3 separate regions of the Mus musculus genome follow, and regions 1 and 2 are each linked to region 3. A link is a contact called in public ChIA-PET and HiChIP or PLAC-seq data. All regions are on one chromosome and are shown on one strand. Each heading gives the region's core, a stretch centred on a gene start, on an enhancer-like site or on the middle of the called end of the contact. The rest is flanking DNA. Distances are from core to core; before and after follow the strand shown.

What was found. ChIA-PET counts read pairs in DNA pulled down with a chosen protein or histone mark. HiChIP or PLAC-seq counts read pairs in DNA pulled down with a chosen protein or histone mark.
Region 1: a contact with region 3 is called in a BATF HiChIP or PLAC-seq map of CD8 T cells, with 7 read pairs. The contact joins two enhancer-like sites. A contact is called at or near these places in 1 of 15 datasets of contacts at CTCF or cohesin (the NIH/3T3 cell line), 4 of 484 Hi-C or Micro-C datasets (B cells, Th2 cells, bone marrow-derived macrophages and 1 more), 8 of 115 datasets of contacts at active chromatin or transcription factors (CD8 T cells, T-cell acute lymphoblastic leukemia, astrocytes and 4 more) and 1 of 9 other capture datasets (embryonic stem cells).
Region 2: a contact with region 3 is called in an RNA polymerase II ChIA-PET map of memory CD8 T cells, with 7 read pairs. The contact joins two enhancer-like sites. A contact is called at or near these places in 1 of 484 Hi-C or Micro-C datasets (3T3-L1-derived adipocytes) and 6 of 115 datasets of contacts at active chromatin or transcription factors (CD8 T cells, astrocytes, embryonic stem cells and 3 more).

The regions. Positions count from the first base shown.
Region 1 is chr5:107,013,169-107,018,066 of GRCm38.p6, reverse strand. No RefSeq gene overlaps it. Among named protein-coding and RNA genes, the nearest start is that of Gm33371, 30 kb to the left of the region's middle. Within about 2 kb of position 2,611, at least 64 of the 459 cell types and tissues checked have an H3K27ac peak or open chromatin away from gene starts, as enhancers often do. A contact at or near this core is called in CD8 T cells, Th2 cells and regulatory T cells, where this site is marked.
Region 2 is chr5:107,076,299-107,081,337 of GRCm38.p6, reverse strand. It overlaps Gm33474 (a long non-coding RNA gene), which reads right to left. Exons shown (of 5, transcript XR_001784912.1): 4 at 4,855-5,039; 5 at 2,527-4,182. Among named protein-coding and RNA genes, the nearest start is that of Gm42146, 16 kb to the left of the region's middle. Within about 2 kb of position 2,052, at least 115 of the 459 cell types and tissues checked have an H3K27ac peak or open chromatin away from gene starts, as enhancers often do. A contact at or near this core is called in CD8 T cells and memory CD8 T cells, where this site is marked.
Region 3 is chr5:107,263,281-107,267,868 of GRCm38.p6, reverse strand. Tgfbr3 (transforming growth factor, beta receptor III) reads left to right here. Exons shown (of 17, transcript NM_011578.4): 2 at 1,519-1,675. The coding sequence starts at 1,609. Among named protein-coding and RNA genes, the nearest start is that of Tgfbr3, 24 kb to the left of the region's middle. Within about 2 kb of position 2,753, at least 34 of the 459 cell types and tissues checked have an H3K27ac peak or open chromatin away from gene starts, as enhancers often do. A contact at or near this core is called in CD8 T cells, Th2 cells, memory CD8 T cells and 1 more, where this site is marked.

The sequences.
Region 1 (4,898 bases), core at 1,362-3,861, 250 kb after region 3:
CCAGGCAGCACTTGAACTTGCCATCCCCTCCTGACTCAGCCTCCCCCGTAGCTGGAGTCATAGGCCTGGACCAGGACACCAAGTCTTGTTCCTGCCGGCCTTGTCGACAGATGCAGGCGGTTGCAGTACCCTAGAATAGCTCCTCTCAGTTATGTTATGTTAATCAGATGTAGGCTCAACTGCTTGGGTTTATTTTTTATTATGCTTTTTAAAAATGTAAATAGGTGGGAGGGACTAGAGATGGCTCAGCGATTAGGAGTACTTGCTGCTCTGTCAGAATTTGATTCCCAGAACTCAATATCTGGCAGCTCACAGCTGCTGTAACTCCAACTCCATGGGCCTCAGCGCCCTCTTCTGGCCTCTGTTGGTACCCACATGCTTGGGCACAGATACACAAGTACAAAATAAAATGTTTTTAAAGATTCATTTTACAGACAAGGATGCTTGCAGTCAACCATTAGACTGAGCATGGGGGCCCCAAAAGAGGAATTAGGGGAAGAACTGAAGGAGCTGAAGGGGTTTGCAACTCCATATAAAGAACAATATCAACCAACCAGAACCCCCACCCCAGAGTTCCCAGGGACTAAACCACCAACCAAAGAATACACATGGAGGGACCCATGGCTCCAGCTGCATATATAGCAGAGAATTATCTGGCATCAATGGGAGGGGAGGCCCTTGGTCCAGTGAAGGCTCGATGCCCAGCATAGGGGAATGCTAGGGTGCTGAGGTGGGAGGGGTAGGTGGGTGGGGAAACGCCCTCATAGAAGCAGTGGGGAGGGAGATGGGATAGGGGGATTGCAGAGGGGAAACCGGGAAGAGGGATAACATTTGAAATGTAAATAAATAAAATAACCAGTAAAAAATTAAAACGAAAAAAGTTCAAAATTAAAGATTCTATGTGTGTGTGAGAGAGAGAGACAGAGACAGAGAGACAGAGAGACAGAGACAAAGAACAAGATGAAGACCAGTTATTGAGAACAGAACTCAGAGCCTCTAGAAAAGCAGCACTTTGGTCCTAACATCTCAGTCCTCTCTGAAACTCCCTTAATAAAATATTTTTAAAGTAAGTTTTTGGTGATTACATGAAACTTTACTGATTCTAAAGTCAAATTGACAAATGCAGTTATAAAGGAGTCTAACTCCATTCTTATCTCAAGAACCCGTTTTCTTCTCTTATAGCTAATCATCTTTAATTGTGTAGTTGATATTTCTGGGTTTCAGTTTTAAAAAATTACACAACAGACACTGCTCCCTTCCTGTGTGCATGCATGCACGAGTGTCTTACTATCGGTTCTTTTGGATTATATCATAGGGCTTGCTTCATATTGATGCACAGATGTTTCCTAGTCCTTCTTAGCATGTGTGGGTACAATAGTTTATTCTCCCGGTTCCTCAATTAACAACAAAAACCACTAAAACTCTTTGAATGAGATTAGATCATTAGATTGTAAAAAAAATGCTGGTATTTTTTTTTTTTTGGAAAAAGGCATAATTGTATGTTAAGATTTATCCTTGAGTTCTCTCTCTCTCTCTCTCTCCTCAAAAATAAGACACTTGTAGCTATTTTCAAAATCATGGATTTGGGTTTGATTCATGAAAATGGCCTTGCTAGATACAGAATACTTTCTTCCTCTTAATTACTGCATTAAAGAAAGCTTGCCATACTCTTTACCTCATAGTCATGCCTCAGTTATTAAATCCTTGAGATTAGCACGGGCATAATGCTACTGCTAATCCTGCACTTGGTTCTGAAGGCAAAGGACACCACACATCCCACAGGGTCACATCCTTCAGTGTCTGTCATTTTAAAACATTTCTCCTGCTTTGACTTTCATGACCTTGATATATTTGGTGATTAAAAATCAAGCCAATTACATTGTTGTACTGTGTGTTCCTCCATTCGTGTTTATAGTAAGTTTTTATTAAGATAAGTAGTATTAATTCTGACTATGTTAGTGTTAGTCCCAGGACCTTGGTGGGGAAGGTGGGGCAGGATGAAGAGAAAGAAATATCTAAGAAGAGAGGTCGGTTCTCTTTGTACATGTGCTTATCTCAGTGCACACAAAGGAAGGGGGCCCCTTTAATGGAGAGCCGGCCTGGGAAAGGAAGCCAATTCCCCCGGAAGCCCTGTAAGATAAGAAATCTGGGGCTCTGTAAACTCATTGGCTTCCGCATCCTTTTACCCTCCTTAGCTTCCTCCTTAGTCTCAGATCATTTCAGGTTAGGGGGAGAGGTAAAAGCCCCTCAGGCTGAAACTTGGAAATGGGTCAAGACAGCTGCTGCATAAGAAACGGGGTTGCTCAGGTCTCGGGTATGGTGAGTCCATAGCAAGCACTTGAATGTCAGCAGCTGCTATGACAGGGTTCAGAGCACGCCTTTCTCAGGCCATGGTCTGGTGCTCCACTCATCTCCCTCATCCCCCTGCTGCAGGAACACCCTCCTCCTCACCCTCCCCTCAATTGACACTCGATGCCTCCCGAGCAGGAGCTGAGTTTTTATTAGAGCAAGCAAGAGGAATGGTGTGTCCCTGTTTAGCATCGTGCTCCTAGGGCAGGAAACAGCTAGGTGAGGGCTCAGGTTGATGTGGGAGGAGTCAAGAGCAGCTGGGGCATCTGGAAGGAGAGCCCAGTGTATATCTGACTGAGGCCTTTGCAACTACTCAGGCGCTTCATCCACTCATCATGGAAAACTCAAAGTGTTCTTCACACAACAGCCTTCGATAAACTTTTGAGTTTCAGTTTGAGGTTCAGAAGTCAATATTTGCTCATAGGAACTCTGCTTGCTTTCCCCCACACTTCACCCCTGGGCCTTTAAAACTCCTTTCTGTCAGTGTCTAGCTTAAGGAGCAACAGTCATTGAAGGTCCCTACAGCACCTCCCCTCCCCTTGAGCAGTTTTTAACCCTCTGGTGACTGATATCCAGGTAAAGTCAGCACTCTCTGGGTTTTCATTGATATTTTATGAATAGGACAGATAGAAAACACAACATTGCCAGAGTGGCTTGTGGATTTTGTCAAAGGGCTTAAATTTGAAAGCCTCCCTTGCCTTGTAAGGAGCCCTTTGAAAGACGATCCTTTTGAGCCGCTGTGGTTCCAGAGGAAGTACTCAGCTTTAAGGGGAAATGCTTGCTCTGTCCCCTGGTCCCACAAGTGGACATGTGTCACAAACACACACATACGCACCCTTTCACTGGATCCTTCTGCTTCCTGACCTAGCAATCAGATAATTTGGTGAAGGAGATGTTAAAGTACTATCAAGCTGAATTTTGGAAAGTGATTTCTTTCTGTGCCTGCCTGTGTTCTTCAGGAACCAGACTTACCTTCGGGCTTCTCGCAAGCCTACCTGGCTGTTACCAGGGAGCCGCCCAGTCTTTGACCTTCCGAGGATTACTACTGGGGAGCAGAGGCAGCCCAGTAGCTGACACACTCTAACTTCAGACAGCTTTTACTGACACAGGGGTGCCCACTCACTGAGCCCAGGACCTGGTAACATGAAGGCAAATAAGAAAATCTATCAAATCTGTCAGATATTATAATCTTAATCTACTTAAATAAAATCTTGTCAAGAAAGAGAAGGGGAGTCGGGGAGCGGAGAGAAGCTAAGCGGTAAGACCCCAGAAAGCATGTAGAGACAAAGGTGTTAGTGGGTCAGGTTTACAGTCTTGAGGCAGGGAGACAGAGATAGAAAGATCCCAGGGAAACACTGGCCAGCCAGGCTAGCCTTAATGGGGAGAGCTATGCCTCAGTGTCACCTGGGAGAATGGAGCCGACAAGAGACCGACTAAAGTCTCTTGCCGTAGCCATCTTTACTCAAACATCAGACAGTTCATACTCCGAGGGTTAAGAAGGTCACATGAGCAAAGTTCTCATGGGTTCAAGCTGCATGCAATCACAAGGACAAGCTGCTCCTGGCAGGCACATGTTTTTCTATATATTCATATTTTTAAATTTTTTTAACATTTAATTAAATAACTCCAGCATGCAACAATGAGTAATCTGAAGTAAACACACTCCTATTCGCTAGCTACCCCTGGGAGGAGCATGAAAACACATTCCAAGAACAATCCCATGTTTGGAGAAACTGAGGTCACGGGACTCTTGTTGTCTTGGCGTGTTCTCGAAAGCACCCAGAGTTCTCCTCACGGGACTCTGTTCTCAGACTGTGTTCTGTCTGACAAGTACCAACACCCAAGTTGGAAAAAAAATTCCTACCAAATACAACAAAGTAAGAGACGCTAAACAGTGTCTTAGAATGTATGAGGGCAATCACAGAGCGAGGTAGAAACCACTGAGAGAAGGCAGAACAATTTACAAATTGGCTCAGAGCCAGCAGCAAGTAGGTGGGCTTCATAGAGGGGGTGACTGGTGAACAAGACCAAAATATGAACAGGATGTAGGCTCCGGGACAAAGTGCTTTCCATGCAAATGTGCACTGAGGTTGGATCCCTAGAACTCACATAAAGCCAGATGTAGAAGAGAATATCACTCATCCCACACAAAGAGTAGGGGAAACCCCCAGGGGAAGCCCTGGTAGAGTGCTACCCAGCTAGCCTGACAGATACAGAGAGAACAAAAGACTCTGCCCAAAACAAAGTGGACAGTGAGTGCTGACACCCAAGGCTGCCCTCTAACCCTGACATGTATGCCCTAGAATGTGCACATTGGCATACACACACACACACACACACACACACACACACACACACACACGCACACAGAGTCATAAAAATGAATGGGATTGGCAGTTAAGAAGATGGAGCATTCCAGGAGGACTGTGAATCTTATGAGGGGCTTCAGCTATCCGTCTTAATATTTATTCTGTTTTTCAGGTGAGGGACACAGGTTTAGACCCTGCTGGAGGCCGTTCAGCTGCGCAAAACGGAGCTGTGGTGTTGTC
Region 2 (5,039 bases), core at 803-3,302, 190 kb after region 3:
TCAGGCACTGTTAGGACCACAGGGCGCCTTTCTCGCAGTGGCCAGGTTCCCAGGTCTTTCCTGTGTGAGTCTTCCATGAAACCTTAGTTCAGACTTTTTCTAATATGGAGGCCCTTCCACTTCCTACCCCTCTTTAATCTCGAGTCACCAATCTTTCACCCTGGCCCTTCCTCTTCTGGGTCCTCCCTGCTTCACTCAAATCCACTGGGTCCCACTGGAATAACAATTCGGATGAGCTCATGTTGCCCTGCAAAGACGGATGGGATGTCCGAGTTGCTCTGGGTAAACACCCTAATAGCTGATTTGAAGCTGTTGAATTAATTTTTACATCGTCAGTCTGAGCTCATGAACTAAAGAAGATGAGAACGTAGGTAATTTCCATTCTTTCCAGAGCTTAAAACAAGCAAGCAAGCAAGCAAACAAACAAACCCGAGCACAAATATAACTGACTTGGTGTTCATCTTGAGAACACTTCTATTGGCTGAGAAATTTAAGAAATTATTCCTGTTTTGAGGTTTGCATTACTTATCTAATGGTTGATTTATTTACCAGCCCTTAGTAGTGTGTTGTCCCATATTTTAAAAGCAGGGACTGGGTTCAATTCTCAGCCCCCTCACGATGCTTCAGCCCATCTCTAACTCCAGGTCTAGGGGTTGCTGCCCCCTTGTCTGGCCTCCTTGGGCAGCAGACACATAAGTGGAGCACACACATATATGGAGGCAGAATACCCATACACATAAAATAAATATCTTTTAAAGCTGAAGCGGGGAGTAGAGCATAATTTATTACACTGAGATACTAATTCTTCATAGTAAAAATGAAACAGATTTTAAAATGTATGTTTTATCCTATACCTGGGAGACTGAAGCAAGGGCAAGGCGTACTGGAGGTCCAGCCTGGCCAAACAAGGGCAAGCAAACCTTACACTGTAAAGAGCTGCCCTGCACTAGACAGTCACCTCGTGAGTCAAAGGCTACCTGGGCTCCTAAAGATGGCTGGCTTTATGAACAACAAAGGTGACCCTTTGACAGGGTGTATAGCTAGCGGACAGAGAGCACTCACGGTGTAAATGCTGAGTTTGAGTCCAGTCTTTGTGATGACTGGCCGGCTGCTCCCAAAGCAGCTCACACATGCATGCCTGCTGACAACCCCGAGTTACTGTGTACTCTCCCTCCCTCCCTCCCATGCTAACCTCAAACACAACTCAAACCTCAGCACCCCGCCCAGACCTCAGCCTGTGTGCCCAGGAGGATGAAAAGGTGTTTGTTCTCACATCCCTTCACGGAATTCAAAGGAGAAGCTAAACCACAAGCAATGCATCATCCAATTAAGCAAAGGCGTGGCTTTTTTTCTGAAGCGTGCTTCTGGGTGTGTGATTTTTATATCTACATAGGTATATAATGGTTTATGATACTTTCCAAACAATTATGGACCTCATGGACCCTTGGTCCAGACTTATCCATCTACTGTTGAATTAGATATTCCTAAATCCTGCTTCTCAGTGTGTGGGAAAAGAAAGATAAGGGGGTGGGGTGGGGTGGAGATGGTGGTGGTGAGGAAGAAAACGTAGAGGAAACAAGGGGAATGAGAGGGGGAGAAAGAGGATGAGAGGGGGAAGGAGGACTCAGGAAGCAGGAAGCAGGGAGGAGGGAAAGGGGAGGAAGTGATTATCAGATCCTGCAGGCCCTCTTCTAGCCCTGTGATCTGTGACTCTGTGCAGGTGTCTCTCTGTCCTCTTCTCCAGAGGAAAGGGGCAGTTATGGCCCAGGGGGTAGCCTGTGTCAGTGACCAGGCCTGCTCTGACTCAGCAAGCAGGCAGCCAGGTCCAGACCTCCCCGCTCCACTCGGATCCACGGGAACCCATCGAAGTTAACAATTCCGGCGAGCTCTTGTTGCTCTGCAAAGACTGATGGGATGTCCGAGTTGCTCTGGGTAAACACCCTAACAGTCGATTTGAAGCATTAATTTTTTACAATGATGACACATGAGGCAGTGTTCCTCCGAGGTCTGTAGTTGCCATGGTTTCCTGGGGAGGACGGTCTCCTGGCTGCGTGCCTAGAAAAGGGTTCATGAGAGAAAACAGAGGGTACTTTCTGGGAAGGGTGGTGACTGTACCCTCTGAGGAGTCTCCTGCTACCCTGGATGAGGAGACCTCACACAAGTGTGCAACTCCAGAGCCTCCACTACAAATAAGCAGTGTGGGCTCTCTTGCTGGTGGGAGCTCAGTACCTTGGAGGAGCTTTGAGACTTTCAAGGAGAATTCAAATTATCCTACAAAGATACCAAGGTTGGCTCAGGCAGTCTTTTTCCCATGTCTCCTGAGAGCTGGAATTATACACTCAGGCCTTAACCGGACTTGACTTCAGGGACAGTACCCGCATTCTCACCCAGACAGGGGTGGCCAGTATTGGGCCGTGCCCAAGGATGCTGTGAGGCAGGACAGTCTGTGCTATGATGTTCTCAGGGACTATGGGCTGCTCGGGTTTGGGGGGGGGGTTCTTTTCTTTTCTTCTTTTTTCTTTTTTTGGTTTGGTTTGGTTTCGGTTTTTCAAGACAGAGTTGCTCTGTGTAACCCTGGCTGTCCTGGAACTTACTCTGTAGACCAGGCTGGACTCAAACTTAGAGATCTGCCTGCCTCTGCCTCCCAAGTGCTGGGATTAAAGGTGTACAGTGCTATGCCTGGCTGGTTTAGGGGATTTTTAAAGATTTATTTTAGCTTTAGTTTTGTTTCTGTGTGTAGGTATGTACGCACAAGGGAAGTGCCAGCAGAGGCCAGGAGCGGGTTGAGTCTACCAGAGCTGGAGGTACGCTGTGAGCCACCTAATGTGTCAGCAACTGAACTTGTATCCTCTGCAAGAGTTGCCTGTATCTTAACTGCTGAACTGTCTCTCTAGCTTCCACCCTGTGCCCCAAACTTTTAAAGGAAGATTTATTTTGTGCTGGGGGGTTTTGTGAGGCTCCTGGCCTGGGAATCCTGGGGTGATCCTCCCTGCTTTGAGGAGACGCTGTTCCCCAGCAAGCCTTCAGAAGTCTTAGGACCTGGCTGAGGGAAGTTCGGTGTGGGACTCCAGTTCAACTTCATGCAGAAAATTCGCCTTCTTCTGCTGGGATTGCCAGGAGCAAAAAGCTTGACTGTCTTAACAGTCTTGACTAATTCTCATCTAGGGCCCCAGGGAGCCTGGGTGTGAGATCTGTGAGAGGGGCCCACCCATAGTCCCTGAGAACATCATAGCACAGACTGTCCTGCCTCACAGCATCCTTGGGCACGGCCCAATACTGGCCGCCCCTGCCTGGGTGAGAATGCTGGTACCATCCCTGAAGTCAAGTCCGGTTAAGGCCCGAATGTATAATTCCAGCTCAGGAGACATTGGCAGGCGGTTGCTGAAAGTTCAAGGCCAGCCTGGTTTACTGTATGTCCCATGGCAGGTAGGGATATACTGCAAGACCGTCTCAAAAAAAAAAAAAATGTTTCCAATCCACTTATTACTTAATGGCAGGTAAAATCTGGATTGGATGGAGTTCTGTGTTATTTAATTTGTGCAGTTGAGGAAAGAAGCCCTGCCTTCTCCTCCAGGCTCCTGTTGAAATGTCCACGTGCTCTGAACCATGATTAGTTGTTGGTTTTGACAGTTCTATCTCAAGCCACCCAGCTGCTTATCCCTAGTGCTCAAGTCAGTAACTTTCCAGAATAACGGGGAGCAAAGTTTCCTTTCACTGGAACGAAGGATGACCTAAGGGATAAGGCCTGGGTGCTAAGGCCTCTTCCATTTAAGTTCTTGGAGAAGTCGTCATCTTCCTACGTGGCTTTTCCTCATGTCAAAGGCAGGCTTGGGAGAGGAGGTGGTTATCTCACAGGTTCAGGTGGGGACGTGGAGCTGACCTGGTAGTTCTTCCTGGCTGAAACTTCTGTCCTACTAAGTTCCTCTAAGATGAGGAGTCCTTAACTAGAAAATGGGTGGTCTGGGAGGAGCAGTGTTAGGATGGTGACAATATGTATCACACTTTGTGTCCAAAGTCTCCAGTATGAAAAAACTCTCCTGGGAAAGAAACAGCTGAGTGGTGCTCAGAGCCTGGAAAATCCAACAAAGAGGGCATTGCTTCAGACATCGTGCCTGCCCTGACTCTGCAGACACTACCGACCCAGGAGTTCCAGATGCAAGGAAGCAAGCCGAACTTTTCATTCTGCTCAGGAGAAAAAAAAATCATTGAAATAGTTTTTAAGGCTTTACTTGATCTACCCCTAGCAAATATAATAAATAGCTCTCCAAAGATATGTCCCATTTATAATCAGATTGTTGAATTATAACTGTTCTCGGTAAAATTTGAATTGGGGTTCTGTGTTATGAGTATATTTTGCAAATGTTGACTCTTGTTCTATGGCTAACCCTTTCCACTTGCAAACAGCATCATTACTGGGGAATCCTGTTGTCACTCTTCAGTACTGGGGAGGCCCACATATGCTATACAAACTCTCTATGCTGACCTATAGCCCCTGTCTGTCTGTCTTTTCTTTCTCTTTCTTTCTTCCTTCCTTTCTCTCTCTTTCTTTCTTTTCCTTCCTTCCTTCCTTCCTTCCTTCCTTCCTTCCTTCCTTCCTTCCTTCCTTCCTTCCCTCCTCTCCATTCTCCCTCCCTCCCTCCCTCCCTCCTACTCTCCCTCTTTCTCTCATCTGGGGTCTTGCTAAATCTCTCTGGATGGCATTGATCTTGGAGTCGTCATCCCCGCAGTCTCCTGAGCAGCCAGGTTCACAGATACACACCATCATATTTCATTTGCTTTTGATGTTTTGATGATGTTTTTGCCATTTGTAAGTATTGTGCATTTATTTGTACATAAACTTTAGTATAGACATACCATTTTCTATAAACAGCAGAAAGGCAGAAAGGCTCTTAGGGGTGGAGCTGGATATGGACTGTCGTCTTCCTCGTCCCCCTCTGTGCACACAGCTACATTTACACTCACGTAGGCATCTGATTTTTTTTTGTCCATGCTGTACAGTTTTCAGTGTATGTCTTGTACTTCTTTTATGCAAATGTCTT
Region 3 (4,588 bases), core at 1,504-4,003:
AGACATTTCCATTTATCTGATGGTGAGAGAAAGGCGAGGCTTCCAGGGGTTAGCTGAAGTAAATTTCGTGGCTTTCAAATAAGTTTTCTAACTTGTCAGCATTGCTGGTAACTTTGTTCTCCCTTGACCTTGACTTCTTTCTCCCTGTGGCAATACACAAAACTTGTTGGGCAGGAGCTAAGAATTACATGAATGACCGACCACACTCCGATCTTTTCAGTTATCAGCAAGAAGACCTCAAAGAGAATGGGGTAGTGATCAAAATAGCTGATATTTTTTGATTGATAGCGTATTATATGTGTGGCACCTTATAAACCTGGGTGCGCGCTCTCTCTCTCTCTCTCTCTCTGTGCCTCTCTCTGTCTCTGTCTCTCTTTCTCCCTCTGCATCTCTGTCTCTCTCTCTCACACATACATATATATATTTCAACTGTCTCAAACAAAGCAACAACCTCCCCTCCCCCGATACACATATCAGTCACAAATCTCAGCTAGATGACGGCCACACCTTTAATTCCAGAACTCAGGGGTCAGAGGCAGGTGGATCTCTGTGAGTTTGTGGCCAGCCTGTTCTACAGAGTGAGTACAGACCTACCAGGACTACAGTGAGACCTTGCCTCAAACAAACCACACTCACACACAGACCCAGACACACACAGATCCAGACACACAGAGACCCACTACACACACACACACACACACACACACACGTAAAGCAACAGCAATACAACCTTGACAGAGCTCTAGACAGGAACCAGAAATGGTTAGAAAGAGGCTTCTGGATCACATGGCCCAGGACTGAGTTTTTCTGCAATGTGGCAGAGAGGCAGCAAAGCCCTTTCTCCTTTTTAATATTGGTGAAGAGGTGAAGAGTTGAAATATGAGTTTTGTTCTTTCTGTTCTTTTTTTGTTTTTTGTTGTTTTTTGTTTGTTTGTTTGTTTTTTGTTTTTTTCTCTCTGCAGATTGACTCTCAGTGCAATTGAAGTTGATCTTAGTGGTAACCTCGCCATGGTGAGGCTCAGTCTCTAAGAACTATTTCTGCTTGCTGGCTCTTGGAACTGCATGTCCAGTGTCCCTGACTGTGTACATTGTTACTGCTGATATGACAGGTGTCTGCCTGGCGTGTCTGTCACGGTCCTAAAAACTCCACACAGAACCAAAGATCTACTTGAGTGTGTTGGTACATTCCTGTGATGCTAGCCATTCAGGGAGGTTGAAACAGGAGGGACTTGAACCCAAGAATGTTGGGCTAGCCTGGGAAACATAGTGAGACCCTGCCTCATGTTTAGTATGTGAAGTATAAGCATGTCACTTTTAAAACTACTCTCTGTAAGAGTCTTTGTTAACAGTCACTGTCCACCCCAATTTGCCTGAGGGCTGCCCCGGTCTTTTTCAGGACAAATTGTTTCTCTTCGATACTTTTCAGAAATTCTCCATTTAACTTTTTACATATGACATGTGTGTTCACTAGCGAAATTTCAACACTGTTTTCTTACTGAAATTTGTTTATTTTTCTAGGCAAGTTGAACATTGCAGAGAAGGATCTTAAGGCTACACCCGACTTGCCACACTTGCCATCCAGCTGAAGAACCAAAGGCTGTTGGAGAGATGGCAGTGACATCCCACCACATGGTCCCTGTGTTTGTCCTGATGAGCGCCTGCCTGGCCACCGCAGGTAATGCACCTTCTCAATTGGGAGGCTCTTAACCTTCTCTTGAATTCCTATTTCCTTCTCCCCTCAGTCTCTTTGGCTAAAAATATTTAGTCCATATTATCTTATGTAAAATGTGAATATTTATGTTATTTAGGTAAATAAAATATTTGACTATCATACTGATACATAATATGTTTTCCTGTGTTGTAGTTTACTAAGCTGGGGCTAGACATTCTAATGTCATGACACGGGACCCAGCTAACCTCTGTTGAGGTAGGCAGATAACAAAGAGCCCCATTTGAATTTTGTTACAGGCATAGTTAAGAGCAAAATAAGAATTGTAAGGGTCTTTTTATTCTCTTAAAAGAATGTTTTTATAAAATAAATAGATCTTTTGATATAGAGGTAACATCCTTATCGTGAGATTTGGGGAAGGGAGGCGTCTAGTTTCAGCTGCTTCGGACATATTAATAAGCATTCTTTAAGACCCAGAGAGAGGGTCTGAGAAGTAGGCTGTCAGTGCCAGCTTCAGCACTGAAGGAGAGAGAGAGAGCGAGAGAGAGAGAGAGAGAGAGAGAGAGAGTGAGAGAGAGAGATCGCTCGCGAGAGAGAGAGAGAGAGAGAGAGAGAGAGAGAGCGCGCTTATGTTTCCCAGAGGCTGTCAGAATGTAAGGGCAACGCTTTGGGGGAGTGTTAGGGGTATCATCATTTAACACATTTGGAAGGTTAATTCGCTCTATTTTATCATTGTGTGCACTTGTTCTGTAATGAGCTATATAAAAGCAATTCATTGTATCAGTTCTGGAAACGGGCAGTTCTCAACAAGGACAGCACCGACCTAAACGTGTACTCCAGCCAGCCTTTGGTATATATCGTATATAAACTCGAACAAAATAGTTCCATAAGCTCTGGTAATCAAAGCTCTGAGAGAAGTGTGCCATTTAGTAGGAGATAAAATGAGATATGGAGATACATAGTTCATTTACACGAAGTTGTGTAGCGGGTCCAGATTTTTACGTTTTGCATTTTGTGTGGTGGGTGGAAGATAACATCTGACCACGGAGGCTTCCGGAGGCAGACAGGGACTGTGCAGACAGACTGTGGGAAGGCCAGTTGGTAGAAAGATGTGTGAGACTGGAGATCAGAATGCTACCCCCAACCACTGTAGACATTTTGAAAGAAAGTTCTTAATGTTTTTTATTGATTCTTTTTTTCTTTCCTTCTTTCTGTTGTTGTTTTAAATGCCAGTATGTGAACTTGAACTGCCCGCTCTGTCTGTGTGGCTCTCTGTCAGCAGTTTCACTTTGTGTCACTGTTGAAGAATTGTTTGCCTTTCAGGGTATGCAATAAAATGGATCTTTTCTTTCTCTTTCTTTTCTTTATTTTTATTTTTTTGAGATAGGGTCCCTCTATGTTGCCTAGGCTATCCTGGAACACACAGAGACCCACCTACCTCTGCCTTCTGAGTAGAAGGATTCAAGATCTATGCCAGCGTGCTCAGCAAAAATGAGTCTTACTGTTAAAATGGATCAAGCGGTGGGCGAGAGGAGGCACACTTGCTGTGATAAGGTGTCGAACTGTGCCTGGGGTCTTGACACAGGGGTTCTGCTCTTACTGATGTCACGTCACGGAGAGCGGCTCCATGGGAAAGCTGTGAGCATGACGGCTTGTGTAGCCTTGATAGTTTTGACAGTGAATCACTCTTGCCAAACACCCTCCTTTCTCTTTCAGAACATAAGAGGGGGATGGGGGAGAAAGAAAAAGAAGAAATATATACACTTAGTCTCATATATATCCAAAGTTTTGCAAAAGTAGAAAATACAATAGAGCCACGGATTTTGTAGACTCACAGGGCACCTGGTAGGAAAGCAGAGGGGCGGGTGCCTCTTCTGTTTTTATGGGTTGTGAGTGTGTGTGTGTGTGTGTGTGTGTGTGTGCATGAGCATGCATGTATGAGCATGTATGTGTGTATGTAGGCCAGAGGACAATCCAGGTGTCTCTTTTCAGGCTCGGTGCCCTTTTGCTGAGACAGGTCTCTCAGTGGCCCAGAACTCACCAAGTAGGTAGATTGGCAATCCAAGTGAGCCCAGGGCACCCATCTGACTCTTTTTATTTTTATTTTTTTAAAGATTTATTTATTTATTTAATAAATATGAGTACACCACCAATGCTCTCTTCAGACACACCAGAAGAGGGCACCAGACCCCATTACAGACGTTTGTGAGCCACCACCATGTGGTTGCTGGGAATTGAACTCAGGACCTCTGGATGAGCAGTCAGTGCTCTTAACCACTGAGCCATCTCTCCAGCCCCCCCACCCCTGACCTGACTCTTACTTGACATTGGTGAGATTACAGCCGAGCCACACTCAGCTTTTAAAGTGTGGGTTCTGGGGACAGTCTGGGGATTGAACTCAGGTCATCATGCTTGCAAGACAAACATTTTACTGACTGGGTGCTAATCCGTAGGAAGGCTTTTTAAGTGTAGAAGTTCATTAGCTGGTGTCATTTTGTGCAACCCAGTAAGGGCGAATGAATGGAGGAGAAATAGTTCCTGCCTGTGCCGATGTATGCCAGCTTGCTTCTCTGTCCCTCAAGTTTGTCAGCGGCTAAGGATGACCTTGAACTGCTGATCTTTGTGCCTCTGGCTTTAGAGTGCTGAAATTATTGACGCGTGTCCTTATGGCCAATTTATATGATGCTGGGGACCTCCAACATGTTAGGCAAGCACTGACTGGGCCGCATACCAGCCCCTTTCAATAGTGTGTGACATAGACTCAGTTTACGTCCCAAAATGTTTCTTGGAGTATTCTGGCTGAGTTGAACTTCAAGAAGATCATAATAATGAAAACTTATAGAGTGATTACTGTATGCTAAGCCCCACCCTTCAATGCTTCTTTTTCTCTTTCTTTCTTTCTTTCTTTCTTTCTTTCTT